3 separate regions of the Mus musculus genome follow, and all the other regions are linked to region 1. The links are chromatin contacts, called in public HiChIP or PLAC-seq maps. All regions are on one chromosome and are shown on one strand. Each heading gives the region's core, a stretch centred on a gene start, on an enhancer-like site or on the middle of the called end of the contact. The rest is flanking DNA. Distances are from core to core; before and after follow the strand shown. Region 1 has its middle 17 kb from the start of Rnf130. Region 2 has its middle 15 kb from the start of Ltc4s. Region 3 holds the start of Mgat4b (mannoside acetylglucosaminyltransferase 4, isoenzyme B).

Region 1 (4,157 bases), core at 1,004-3,503:
ATGCCTGGCTTAGCTTAAATTTTAATATGCCTAACTAGCTCAATGGTTGGGCACTTCTAAACCTCCCTGCAGCTAGCATACACTCCCCTCTAGTATTCCTGAGTTAATATTTGCTAACTCTATATTTTATCTCTGCTGTCCCAGACCCAGTCAGGGGAGTGGTCCCTGTGGCCACTTACCCTGATTCTTACATTTAGGCAGGCCTTTTAGTCTGATCTTTCTGCTTCCCCATCATGGCCCTTCTGTCTGTTCTTCCCCCTTGGCCCTTGCCTGAACAATCTAAAAGTCCCGCCTCCATCTCTCTGCCTAGCCATTTGCTGTTCAGCAATTTTTTATCACCAATCAAAGCCAGATAGAATCAGGGACCCTGAGCGTCTGAAAGCTCAGCTTTTGGGAGTCGAATTAAGACAAAGCATTAGAACCAATTCCTGACACCAATGTTCAAGCTCCCACTGAATGTGGGGACATGTTTACATCCCTTCTAAACAGCACATGTCCTTTTATGTGCCTGCTTATATAGCAAAACATCCTTTTACCTGTGTCTGCCCCAGCAAAACATCATTGACATAACTGATTTTCCAAAGAATCCAGAAGTTTCCACTCAGGTTCTCATCATGCAGTCCAGACTAACGTTGAAAACAAGCCTTCTGGGTGCATGGATACAGGCAAGTGCCATGACACCTGACATGACAAAGGAATTTCTGTTGTTTCCTTTGGACCTGACAAAGAGTCACTTGCTTATTAAATTAGCTATATTCAATGGAGATTTCAAATGTATAGATCAAATTCTAATAAAAGTAAATTGACCACAGAGCTTTGTTACGGTTTGAATCTTAAATGTACACCATGGGCCATGTGTTTCAGGGTGGAGCCCCACTGCTGGTGCTGATACAGGGGAATCTGGGGTCCCCTCTTGGGATCTTAGTCTCATTAATAAAAAGAATTCAAGAATGAACTCAAATGGAGGCTTAAGGACAATTTTATTAGAGCTTAAAAGAAAAACATCCCAGGGCAGGCAAACTATAAACCTCAGCAGCTGCCCAGAGAAGAGAAAGAGAAGCAGCCATGATGCTTCTGCCACCATGGAGGTCAGAAATACAGAGGGCAGGCAGCCTCATGAAGGTGGGTGAGTATTTAGAGAGAAAGCAAGGAAGCCTAAAACATCACAAAAAGCACACTTAGCTTCTGGCCAGCATCTGAAAGAAGAAGACAGAAAAAAGAAAGGAAAAGTTAGACCTCTGAGTCCAGCCTCAGAAAGGTGGGCAGACCCACACGAACCTCAACCTTAAGAATTGTAGGAGGAAAAAGTATCTCATTATAGGAAAAAGTATTCTGTCTGCCTGTTTAGCAAAGCCTTCCTAGTGGTGACTGGAATACCCAACTGGAATGTCAAGTTCCACCTAGGCTTAGATCCTATCTCCTGACCAAAAAGGAATCTTTTTTTTTTTTTCTTGGTTTTTCGAGACAGGGTTTCTCTGTATAGCCCTGGCTGTCCTGGAGCTCACTTTGTAGACCAGGCTGGCCTCGAACTCAGAAATACGCCTGCCTCTGCCTCCCGAGTGCTGGGATTAAAGGCGTGCGCCACCACGCCCGGCTAGGAATCCTTTTCTTAAAGAACCTTCATTGTTACGCTAACATTTTCCCTGAAGAAGTAACCCTAAAATCATATGTGAACGAGATCAGGATTCAGAGCTCCCAGACAGGTTTGGCATCTGTGCCCTGTGGCAAGGATGAGGTTGCCAAGAGGCTCGGAGCCATTTCTGGCTTTTAACCAAGGCAGAAACTGACTCCTTTTCTTTGGGGGCTTTTTACTCCGAACTGCCTCATTATTCTGACTTTGTCGTCAACATGCCCCGCCCTCTGAACCCTGACTGCCATTATAAAATTGCAGAGATGGTGGATCAGGCTTCTTCCAGCTGAATGGGGGTGTCAGATATGGTAGTGAGGGTACCCCTGCAGTGGGCCTGTCTAAAGACCCCCGATGGAGTATCGATGGTGTATCGGTAGCTCCATTGAGTAACAGCCAGGTGTAGGAAGGAAGGGAAGTCCTTGACTAGTGCCTGCACAGAATTATGAAGAAGTAAAAGCAAAAGTGATTAGCATTACAAGTCCTAGCCAGGGGGCCAGGAGAAGCCTGAACAGAGAGCGTTCCTAAAAATCAAAGTTCATTAGAATCTTTTGAGGAGCTCATGAGGGCGTCAGTCCATTGGAGAAAAGCAACCCAGGACGAATGGCTGCGGTGCCTATTTAACATATCAAAGCAGACACCGGCTACCAGGTTCTCCCTGCATCCCTCCAGGTTCTCCCTGCATCCCTCTGTCCCTATCTGTTACAGGGCCCTTCTACCTGGCATACCCCACTCCCTATCCTGAACTCAACCCAGGGAGCTGGGCTGCTCCTCTTATATAATCTTACCACTTTGGTTACCTGCTCCTTTTGTACATTTGGGCCTCCTGGACGCTGTACCTGGTCCCCCTCTCTCTGCTTTCTCTTCCCCTCCCCCTCTCTCCACATTGCACAGCCCAGTCTGGCCAAGAACACTCTGAACTCTTCCAGATGTCCCTTTTACTAACTACACTCTCCCACATATCTACAATAAACTTTCTCCTCCGCCATACCTAGGAACAGTCATGTTTTCTTTCTTTTCCTTTTCATTTCTCCCCCACCCCACCCCACCCCACCCCACCCCCATGCCCCATGCACCAGGACATTCCCAGCCCTGGAGTTCCTAGAATCAGTGTGTGGTCCCTCCCAGATGACTTCGAAAAAAGGAGAGAGAGGGAGAGAGAGAGAGAGAGAGAGAGAGAGAGAGAGAGAGAGAGAGAGAGAGAAAATTTAGCCGTTATTTGATTTTTAGTTTAAAAGGATAAGAGGCCCGATTTTCTTGGCTTCAAATAAGCCCTGCAGTGTTGAAGGAAAGAAACCAAGGTCATGATGTCCTGAATCTTGGGCAGCATTTTCCTTATCAGGAAGAAAATCATTGGTGAGAAATGGTTGTCTAAATAATACCTCTTAAGCCTACTGTCTGGGTGTGGGATCCTCCTTGGACTGTTAAAGAAACATACGCATCATTTTTATCTTTGCTCATACTTTCCTGTTGGGTTTTAGGTGGCCTGTTAGGTGCCCAAAATTAACCGTTTTCTTCTCTTTTGTTTTCCCGAGGATCTGGTCACTTGAGCTTGGGGGAACCTCTGGTTCTGTTAGCCTTCCTTTTACCAGTGGTTCCATCTGGATGAGGAAGAGCCAATGCCCTGGTTTGACACTGACTTTGCTTGGAAGCAGTAAGGAAATTTTTTTACTGTGTTGATTAGCAGGGTCAATTACTAGTAGGCTGAACGCTGGTTAGAGTCTACCCTACCCTACAGATGGCCCACCAGAGTTACAGAACGTTTTAATAGATGCTCCACAATGCTCTGGGAGCCAGCTGACTTTGAGATTGACCTTGACGGGGCAAAATATTGCCTCCCAAAGACATTTTTATTGTTTATAATTTCCCCATTTGATCTCGAATTTCTTCTGCCTTGGGTTTTGTTTAGTTCCTGAGATAGGTCCTCATTTAGCCCAGGCTAGCCTCAAACTTAGCTGAGGATGATCTAGCTTCTAATCCCAGTCCACCTCCTGACAGCTGGGATCACATTGGTTTTATATAATGCTGGCCTCAAACCCAGGGATTGATGCAAGCAAGGGCTCTAACTGAGCTACAGCCTCAGCCCATTGCCAGCCTTCCTTAAAATATTTATTTCAGAGCTATCTGAACCTGTGTTTCCTGCATTGCAATTCCTTAGAGCTCAGATACAGTCCTTTTTACTCCCACAGTTTGAGTCTGTGAGATGAACTCCATCTGAGAATATGCCAAGTCAACCCAAAAGAGATCAAGGCTGAGACAGAGACAGCCAGAGCCAGAGCCCAACTCTGATATTATCTTTGACTTCCTAGATAGTGTGTTCCTGGGGAAATTGAAGTTCTTTTGGGGGCATTTTTAGTCTCAGTGATAAAAAAAGAAAATTAGAAATAGACTCAGAAGGAGATTCAAGGACAATTTTATTAGCGTTTCAGAAAACAGCAATTAAACAATACAGGTTGGTGACATCCAGCAGGCTTGAGGCAAGCCTGAGAAAACATCAGGTCTTTTAAGTCAGGCACTGTCAGGTCCAAAG
Region 2 (4,157 bases), core at 445-2,944, 240 kb after region 1:
CAGCCTGGCATTCTTTCTTTTCTTTTCTTTTCTTTTCTCTTCTTTTTTTTTTTTTTTTTACTTTAGGTTTGTGACTATACTGTACCTGTCTTCAGACACCCCAGAAGAGGGCATTGGGTCCCATAACAGATGGTTGTGAGCCACCATGTGGTTGCTGGGAATTGAACTCAGGACCCTTGGAAGAGCAGTCAGTGCTCTTAACCACTGAGCCATCTCTCCAGCCCCCCAGCCTGGCATTCTTAATTATGAGATTTTTATGGTTTCTGAACTTGGTACAACCTGTTCTTCTGTCTGGTAGCGCAGTCTACTGTCCCATACATGTCTTAGTTAGGTTTTCTGTTGTTGAAACAAAATTGGCTTGCACTTCCATATTGCTGTTCATCACCAAAAGAAAATCAGGGCGGGAACTGAAACAGTGCAGGATCCAGGCAGAAGCTGGTGCAGAGGCCATGGAGGGATGCGGCTTACTGTCCCTGCTTCACATGGCTTGCTCAGCCTGCTTTCATCTAGAACCCAGGACCATCATCCCAGGGATAGCACTGCCCACAGTGGACTGGTCCCTCCCCATTAGTCACTATAAAAAATGTCCTACAGACTTGCCTGTAGCCTGATCTTATGAGGACATTTTCTCAGTTGAGGTTTCCGCCTCTCAGGTACCTCTAATTTGTGTGTCAAGTAACATAAGTCTGCAGTGCATCCCGTTGTGCCATCAGCCTAGGGGATGGGGTCTGTGGCCCCACTGATTCCCAGATGCCTGTGTGTTGCTCCAGATGGAGCGGGCTGGCTGCAGCTGGACAGATAGATACCTTTCCCTTTGGCTTCTTCCTTTTTCTGACCACTTCGAGAAGCTGTGTGGACCCTTAGAGTGTTGTTGTTGTTGTTGTTGTGTGCACACAGTATAAGTGTTCATTAGTCACAGAAGAATGACACCCCAGACTCAAATAGTACGTAAATGCAGAGTGTTTTATTCTGCAGAAGTCCAGCATGCTGCAGTCTCCATTATCAAGATAGAGAAACAACCAAGTGAGCTCGCAGGCCTGATTTAAAGCTCATCAGGGGAATTCCAGCAACCTTTATCTTGCTCCATCTCTAGGGACATTCCAGAGCCATTACCAGGCCATGGGGGCTGGAAAACTGTTTCTGGGGAAGTCTGGAAACTGCTGCTGACCCGTTGTCCTTGCCTCAGGCCAGGGCAGCTTCTGAGGCCTGGGACTTGCCTGGACTTGCTCAGTTCTTGGAAACAGAGTTAGGCCTTGTCTCCTGAACTGCCAGTGTGAAGCCTGTCATGGAGTCAGATCAGCCTTCTCAACAGCTATCCTCAGTGTGTGTGACACTTAAAGGACAGCTTTGAGGAATCCGCTTCTCTTTGAGGAATCTCTTCTTAGATCACTAAATCAGATGATGGCTGAGGTGTGTGTTAGGCCAGCTTCTGCTCAGCCTCGTCTTGCTCAGCCTCAGGGGTCGGAGGTGGGGGTCGGACTCTCAGCTGGTGGGTCAGCGGCTTCTGTCTTTGCCCTTTGTGGTTTGGGGTTCCCTGGGATCTGTGGGCAGACGAAGTTGTGGATGCTGAGGTTGAGTCGCCTGCTGACCTTGGTTGGGCCTTTCACTTTTACTGCCATCCTCTCTAGGCTGTCTTTGGCAAGGAAGGCTTTGTGGAATTCTGGTCTGTAACTGTATACGCGCTGTCTCACTGGCCGACCCTCCTGTCCTGCACTGTGGTTGTTAGCAGCCTCCATCACTCTCCTGGTAGAGGGGGGTGGAAACTGGTCTGTGCAGTTTTTTCCTACTTTATGGTGGCAATCTTCCCCTGCAATAGGGATGGCGTGGTTGGGCCTGTCCTTCAGGAGTGTTCTACCACCCCCTCCCCAACTGTCTGCTGGTGACTTTGTGAAGAACCTCTAGGGAGCAGATAGTGTCTAAGTGGTTCTCTTTGCTGTGTGTACAGCTGTGGAGTGTCCCTCCGTGAGGGCTTGTAACATTGGCTGCCTCTGAATCCATTTCCAGTCCTTAGTTTGGAGGTACTTCTCGGGGCTGTCGGTTTTGTTGTTCTTGAGACACGGTTTCACTGTGTAGACTACACCGGCCTGAACTAGCAGAGATCCACCTACCTGTGCCTCTTAAGTGCTGGGATCAAAGGGGAGTGCCATCATGTGTGGCCTTCATATCTGCTTCTTACTTCAAACAGTTCTATTGTTCATAAAACCTTGTTGAGATAGATAACCATTTGTCCCTGTCACCTGGCACTGCAGACTTCAGGACATGTGGGCTAGTGCTGCTTGCCACTGTAGGCTTGAGACTGGAATTGGTGTTAGCTGGTGGCTACCTGGTATCAATCAGCCTTGTTTCTCATAGCAGTGGTGATGGTGTTTGCAGCTGGCTGTGGCAGCTGCAGCTCTTCCAGGGTTGCCATGGTGCCAGGTCAGTAGTGTTCCAGCTGCCCCCGGCTCTCCTGGATTCTCTCTCCACTCCTGTTACTGCTCCAGTGCCATCTTTTCTGTCTTAAGATTTGAGTGTTTTGCTCCCATGTATGTATGTGCATCACATGTGTGCCAGATGCCACCAGTCAGAAGAGTGTTGGATCTCCTAGAACTGGAGTGACAGAGGGTTGTGAGCTGCCATGTGGGTGCTGGGAACTGACACCGGATTCTCTGAAAGAGCAGCCAATGATCTTTATCACTGAGCCAACTACCCACTCCCCATGTTTCCTTTTTAAACTCTTCCTTTTCTTCCCTCCCTCCTTCCCGTCATTCCTTTGTGCTGTCTCAAACTGGCCTCGGACTCCTGGCCTTCCTTTTGAGTGCTAGAGTCTAGATATGTGCTGCACGGGTCAGACTCCATGTGTCCCTTTTTGAGTATTTTGGTTTTTTTTTAAATTTTATGATATGTATTTATTATGCACATAGCCAGCTCGGCGACAGCAAAGATGCGGAGCCTCCGCGGCTCTTTCCGTGGATGCCGCAGCACCTTTGAGTTGCACTTGCATCAGTGCCAAGCATCGGGAGAAGGCAGTGCTGTGTGTGGGAGGACTGGGAAGACACCCAAGCTCAGATCCTGGAGCAGCCCCTCCTCTGCACATCGCATTCACGCCGTGGAGGAGCAGAGCAGTCACAAGTTGAGCATCTTAGATGGGAGCTAGCTGTATCCCACCCCCATCTGTTGACATCTCCCCAGACCTGCACAGGGCAGGAACTGCAGGCTACCCCTCCAGGCTGCACACACAGGATGAGGAGTTCACCAAAGTACCTGTGTTTGCTTTTTGTTTTTGAGACAAGCTCTATGTAGCCCAGGCTGACCTAGAATTGGCGGGGATTCTTCTGGCTCAGCCTCCCATGGGCTTAGGATAATTGAACTGGTCTGGCTTCTGGGAGCTCTTGAGCTGCCTCCTGGCCCCATTCCTCTATGATCCAGAATCTTCCTTGCTATCAGGGCACCTCTGCTACTGGCAGGCTGGTCATAGGAGGAGCACACAGCTTTGCAGAGGCCCAGGCTGGCTTCCCATGAGTCCTCTTGGATGTACCTGGCTGGTGAATTTGGGCCCAACAAGACTGAACACTCCTCCCACAGTAACTTCATCTCTAGTGTCTGCCTCCTCTCCCTACACCTCAGTTACTTTTGCATTGTGACTTTCCTCTGGAAGGATGGTGGCTTTCTCAAAGCTTCCACGAGCCAAGCCTGATGCTACTGCTTGCTGGGGGCTCTGCCAAGGTGGCAAATTTTGTATCAGAGCAGAGGGCTACTATGTCTCTAAGCCCTCCCTCCCTCCAATCTAGCAATGGTGGTCATTCAGACTGGCTCCTACAGGCAGTGTCCTACAGTGCCTTGTGTTCCCGTTCCTGTTTCTAGGCTTATGAGTTCTTAGTTCATTTTCTGTTCCTGTAACAAAATGCTTGTGGCTGAATAATTTAATTATGAGAGGTGATTATCATCTGGGCATAGCGGTGTGTGTCTGTAATTTTAGCACTTAGGAGTGCTGAAGTAGGAGGATCATTCTCATTGTGTGTAAAGAAGGCTTTGGGGGTGGTTGGTATGTGTAATACAGTACACACTTTTAATCTCAGTGTTCTTGGGAGGCAGAGGCCCCCAAGATCTCTGAATTTGAGGCCAGCCTGGTCTATCTACAGAGCAAGTTCCAGAACTTCACAAAACAACAACAAAAA
Region 3 (4,157 bases), core at 462-2,961, 220 kb after region 1:
CTTGGCTCAGAATTTTAAATTTTCTATGTATATCAAGCTGGTCTTAAACTGTTTTGGGGGCTTGGGGAATGACAACATGGGCTCACTATGTATGGCTCACAGAGCTCCTGCCTTTGCTGTCTGGCTGCTAGCATTGGAGGCATGTCACACACTATACTGGCTCCACTGTTGTTGTTGTTTTGTCTTTTAAACAAAATTAAAACTTTATATGACTAAAATGAAGACCTACTATTTTTTGCACCACAGAGAAGACTCCTATGAAAACAGGACAACACACCAGGATACTTCCCCTCAGAAGGTTCCAACAAGATCAGGCTGTACTTTGCTCTAAGTCACTCCAAACTGTAAAACAGTGGCTTTTGGACTGTGCCTTGCCTTCTGTAGCTCCCCACCCCAACTCTGCCCCCAGAATCTTAGTATGCAGCCTTGGCTAGCCAAGAATTCTAAATGTAGACCAAGCCTTCCTTAAACTCATAAGGATCCTCCTGCCTCCTGGGTATGGGTCACTTTATTGTGCACGCAAGCGTGTGCATGTATGTGTGTGTGTGTATGTGAGATCACCACTGCAGCTTCTACTTTACTGAGACCATCACCCACCCAGCGTGTGATCACCCCTCCCCCCGACCCCACCCCCGCACGCGCTCACGGTCATTCCAAGCAGGGTCTTTCAGGACATCATACGTGGATGGCACTGTCGTGCCATAGACACCATGCAGAGATCGGAGAACCAATTGCAGCAGTCATTTCACTCCTTCCACCCTGTGGATTCTGAGGGATGGAACTCAGGCTTAGTAGCCGTCACCACTCTGCTCTTAGGTAGTAGCTCCATTTTACAAAGTAGCTTCTGGTTCCATTTTGAATGGTGATGAGACTCAAGAAGGGAAGTAGATTTGGCGCTTCCAAAATGCATGCCCCGAGGCTGCCTTGGCTCAGTGAGTCCTTTCATTGTGTGTCCAGTTCCTGGTTCCGCAGAGGCATGGAGGGAAGTCTGTAATAAGATGCAAGAAGAGACAGCAATAAAGTCTTAGGCGCCGCTGTACAAATAGGAACCAGAGGCGCCCCGCCCCCGCCCCCGGTCACCCTGCGGACCCGTGATCCTCTAAACTACAGGTTGAGCCTGACTCCCGCCCACAGCATGCCTGGCACCGGGAAGCTAGTCGGCTGGGCTCCGGAGGGTGCTCTCCACCTACAAACAACGGCTCTGTTACTCCTGAGAGCGGCCCATTGTCCTTGTTCGATAGAGTAGGAGCGCCTCCCCCGGTCCGCAGCACACTCTCCGAGGCACATCAGAGAATGCCCTGAGAAGGGAGTACTGGTGGGCGCAAGAGAGAGCAGCTGGCACTTTCTGGCTAGCCTGCTAGCTAGAGATAACCTCAGCTCGGCTACAGCGGGCCCCTCCCATGCCAGATCCTCTCTGTCGGGAGGAGGGCTTGAAGGTCTAGGTGTAGGGACTTGCTCATGGGATCTTCTGAAAGGAGACTTGGGGGAACAGGCATCTCCGCCGTCTGTCCCTGCTGCACAATAGCTGACCCTCATTCATCACCACTGTAGCCGCGACTTTCCTGGGGCGCGCTATTCCACGCGCGTGCCACCTTCCCAAGGCGGGCCCGCCGGGATCCCGGGAGCTGGCCTCCTACCCCGCCCCCTCGCGGTGCTCCCAGCGGCGGCGAGTGATGCGGCCCCTTTAAATCCCGGCCGCCCCGCCCTTCGCCCGTCGACTCGGCGGCGGTCCCGGATCCAGCCCGGCCGCGGCTCTTGCCGCCTTGCCCCAACCCTGCTCGGCCCCGGCCCAGCCTCAGATCGAGGCCGCCAGCACCGCGCACCGCGGAGGAGCAGCTCGCACGCGCCCTCCACCCCCGTCCCCATTCCCGCCCTGCCTGTAGCCTCCTCTCCCGGGCCCGCAGCTCCTCCGCGCTCCGGGGCCGGGGCCCCCGCCGCCTCCGGGCCCCCGTGCCCCGGCCCCGGTCCCCCGGGCCATGCGGCCTCGGCCCCGCCGGCGCCCGCCGCGCATCGGGGGAGATGAGGCTCCGCAATGGCACCTTCCTGACGCTGCTGCTCTTCTGCTTGTGCGCCTTCCTCTCGCTCTCCTGGTACGCAGCGCTCAGCGGCCAGAAAGGTGAGCCCCCACCCTGCCGCCGCCTGCTCAGGCCCGCACCGGGAGCACCTGAGCCTCTCCCATGCTCGCCCCACTTGTTTGCTTTTGGCATCACGAAATTCCCTGGTCAGGCCTGGCCGAGGGGAGCGAGTGGTTACCAGATCCCCGCCTCCGTGTGGCGCTCGGGACTGGCCTCTGCCTGCGGTTATCCCATGCCAGGGGCGGGCGCTTCCACTGGCAAGTTAAGGACCTATGGAGTTCCCACAGAGGGGCAGAGACACAAGGTCACAGAGGTAGTGTACCCAGAGAACCTGGTGCAGGCTCTTGGACAAGAGCTGGCACAGTATTGTTGAGACAGGTGAGGAGATAGAGCCAAGGTATCCATCTCCCTGCCCCATCCACTGTTGTGCTCTGCAGCAGCCCTGCTCCCGTGGGCGCTGCTCCCTGGGGGCCTACAGCCTCCTCCATGGCACCGAGCCCCAGGGTTCCTCTGTAGGGCCTCTTGAATAGCTAGCCCAGAAACCCTGATATGTGATCACTTTGTGGGGTTTCCTTGGCCTTTCCTGGTGCAGCTTCGAAGCTTGGGCTTGCTGGCCAGTCCACACTATGGCCTCCCAGCTTGGCCAGCCGTCTTGGGAGTAGAAGGACACAGGTCCTAGCACTGCTAGGAAGCCCCCTGAGCTAGGTTGAATGGTTTAAACTGAGTGGGAGCTGAGGAGTTCAGAGACCATGATCCACCCAGCCTGGACACAGGAGACTCTGAGCTGCTTCCTTCCTGCCTGCCTTCTGTTCTTCCTGTCATATCAGGCTGAGGTGGGCTAGCTCTCTCCCTCCCTCAAGCAGGCTCTCTGTTCCCAAAGGTTATGCTAAACGGGGAAGGGGAGGTCCAGGAAGAGGCCTGTGGCAAGTCCAACTCCTGGCATCAGGCTCCTGCCTGCTCAGCCCAGCCTCACCTCCTGTAGCACTTTCCCTATTTTAGTGGTAGTGGAGGTCTGGGCTGGTCTTGAGAGAATCACAAGTCAGGAACTCTAAGGAGAGATTCGATAGGGCCTGGCACAGAGAGAGTGTGGGATGGAATGAGCTATCAAGGGAGGGTATGGCCAGGGGACGGTTCTCTGAAGGTAGGGTGTGGCATCCAGAAGGGTACATTTTGAGCCCTTGGGAGAGTAGCCATGGAAAGCTATGAGGGCTGTAGTGGAGCCGTGTCGGAAGAACTGGGATCAGGTTGTTCCATTGTGGTTAGGGCCATTAGACTGTGTCTCATCCTCATTTGGTAGTGGTCCCGTGTGCTTCCTATGACAGTCACATGTCTCCATCTGATGTTAGGATACCTCCCGAGGGAGCAAGCCAGGAGACTAGCATTCTGAGGGCCTGGGGAGCAAGATCAGAGAAGAGTAGGGCTCAGATACAGAGTTCTTCCTCCTGAGGACAAGCCCTGTATGCATGGAGAGAGAGAAGTGACTGAGTGTAGCCTCAGGGCTGTACTGTTTCCATGGGTATCCAGCAAAGCCAGCTGACTAGAAGTCAGGAATCTTGACTGTGGGCCTTTCTCATTCTTCCACACAGACAAGTCAGTAGCAAACTCAGCTAGTCAGCCACTAGATTGAAGCTGGTTTCCACTTTGTAGCGGATATGGGGCTCAGGAGAGGAGGGTCCAGTACTTAGGGGAAGAGCAAAAGAACCGGAAGGGAGGATGTAGGCGGGGAGCCAGAGAGGAAAGAGGCAGCAGAAGCAGGGGTCACCCTAGAGCCTGGGTTAAGAGTGGGAAAGACTCAGACTTGGCCAGGTGCACCTAGGGTTTAGGACTCAGGTTCAAATCCAACCTTGGCTTTTATCTGTTGAAGCAGCCAGACATTCAGGAATCAAACTATAGCCTCAGCCAAACAGCTGCAGAGCTTGGACCTCAGGGAGACAGAGCCACACAGTCCTTCTCAGTGTCAGGGCCACGCTCTCACTGGATCCTTGCTCTCCTAGAGTCCTTGGGGACCGCACGACCCAGAGACAGAGTGGACACCTGCCACTCTCCACCTCGACTCCCTTCCCCCTTGCAGGTTTACAGCAG

What was found. HiChIP or PLAC-seq counts read pairs in DNA pulled down with a chosen protein or histone mark.
Region 2: a contact with region 1 is called in an H3K27ac HiChIP or PLAC-seq map of embryonic stem cells, with 5 read pairs. The contact joins two enhancer-like sites. A contact is called at or near these places in 8 of 39 promoter capture datasets (the HPC-7 cell line, HPC-7-derived erythroid cells, hematopoietic stem and progenitor cells and 4 more), 5 of 484 Hi-C or Micro-C datasets (the 63-12 cell line, the G1E-ER4 cell line, embryonic stem cells and 2 more), 4 of 115 datasets of contacts at active chromatin or transcription factors (embryonic stem cells, fetal liver and trophoblast stem cells) and 4 of 9 other capture datasets (adipose tissue, embryonic stem cells, liver and 1 more).
Region 3: an H3K4me3 HiChIP or PLAC-seq map of embryonic stem cells shows a contact between it and region 1, with 4 times the contacts expected there. The contact joins the promoter of Mgat4b here to the enhancer-like site in region 1. A contact is called at or near these places in 8 of 39 promoter capture datasets (the HPC-7 cell line, HPC-7-derived erythroid cells, hematopoietic stem and progenitor cells and 4 more), 11 of 484 Hi-C or Micro-C datasets (the AML12 cell line, B cells, the G1E-ER4 cell line and 5 more), 12 of 115 datasets of contacts at active chromatin or transcription factors (the HPC-7 cell line, the SCID.adh cell line, bone marrow-derived dendritic cells and 5 more) and 3 of 9 other capture datasets (adipose tissue, liver and pancreatic islet).

Annotation. Positions count from the first base shown.
Region 1 is chr11:50,006,213-50,010,369 of GRCm38.p6, forward strand. No RefSeq gene overlaps it. Among named protein-coding and RNA genes, the nearest start is that of Rnf130, 17 kb to the right of the region's middle. Within about 2 kb of position 2,254, at least 6 of the 459 cell types and tissues checked have an H3K27ac peak or open chromatin away from gene starts, as enhancers often do. A contact at or near this core is called in embryonic stem cells and uterus, where this site is marked.
Region 2 is chr11:50,251,172-50,255,328 of GRCm38.p6, forward strand. No RefSeq gene overlaps it. Among named protein-coding and RNA genes, the nearest start is that of Ltc4s, 15 kb to the left of the region's middle. Within about 2 kb of position 1,695, at least 131 of the 459 cell types and tissues checked have an H3K27ac peak or open chromatin away from gene starts, as enhancers often do. A contact at or near this core is called in embryonic stem cells, where this site is marked.
Region 3 is chr11:50,223,624-50,227,780 of GRCm38.p6, forward strand. Mgat4b (mannoside acetylglucosaminyltransferase 4, isoenzyme B) reads left to right here and starts at 1,712. Exons shown (of 15, transcript NM_145926.3): 1 at 1,712-2,116. The coding sequence starts at 2,020. Gm36556 (a long non-coding RNA gene) reads right to left here and starts at 1,598. Exons shown (of 2, transcript XR_388620.4): 1 at 1,191-1,598; 2 at 1-988.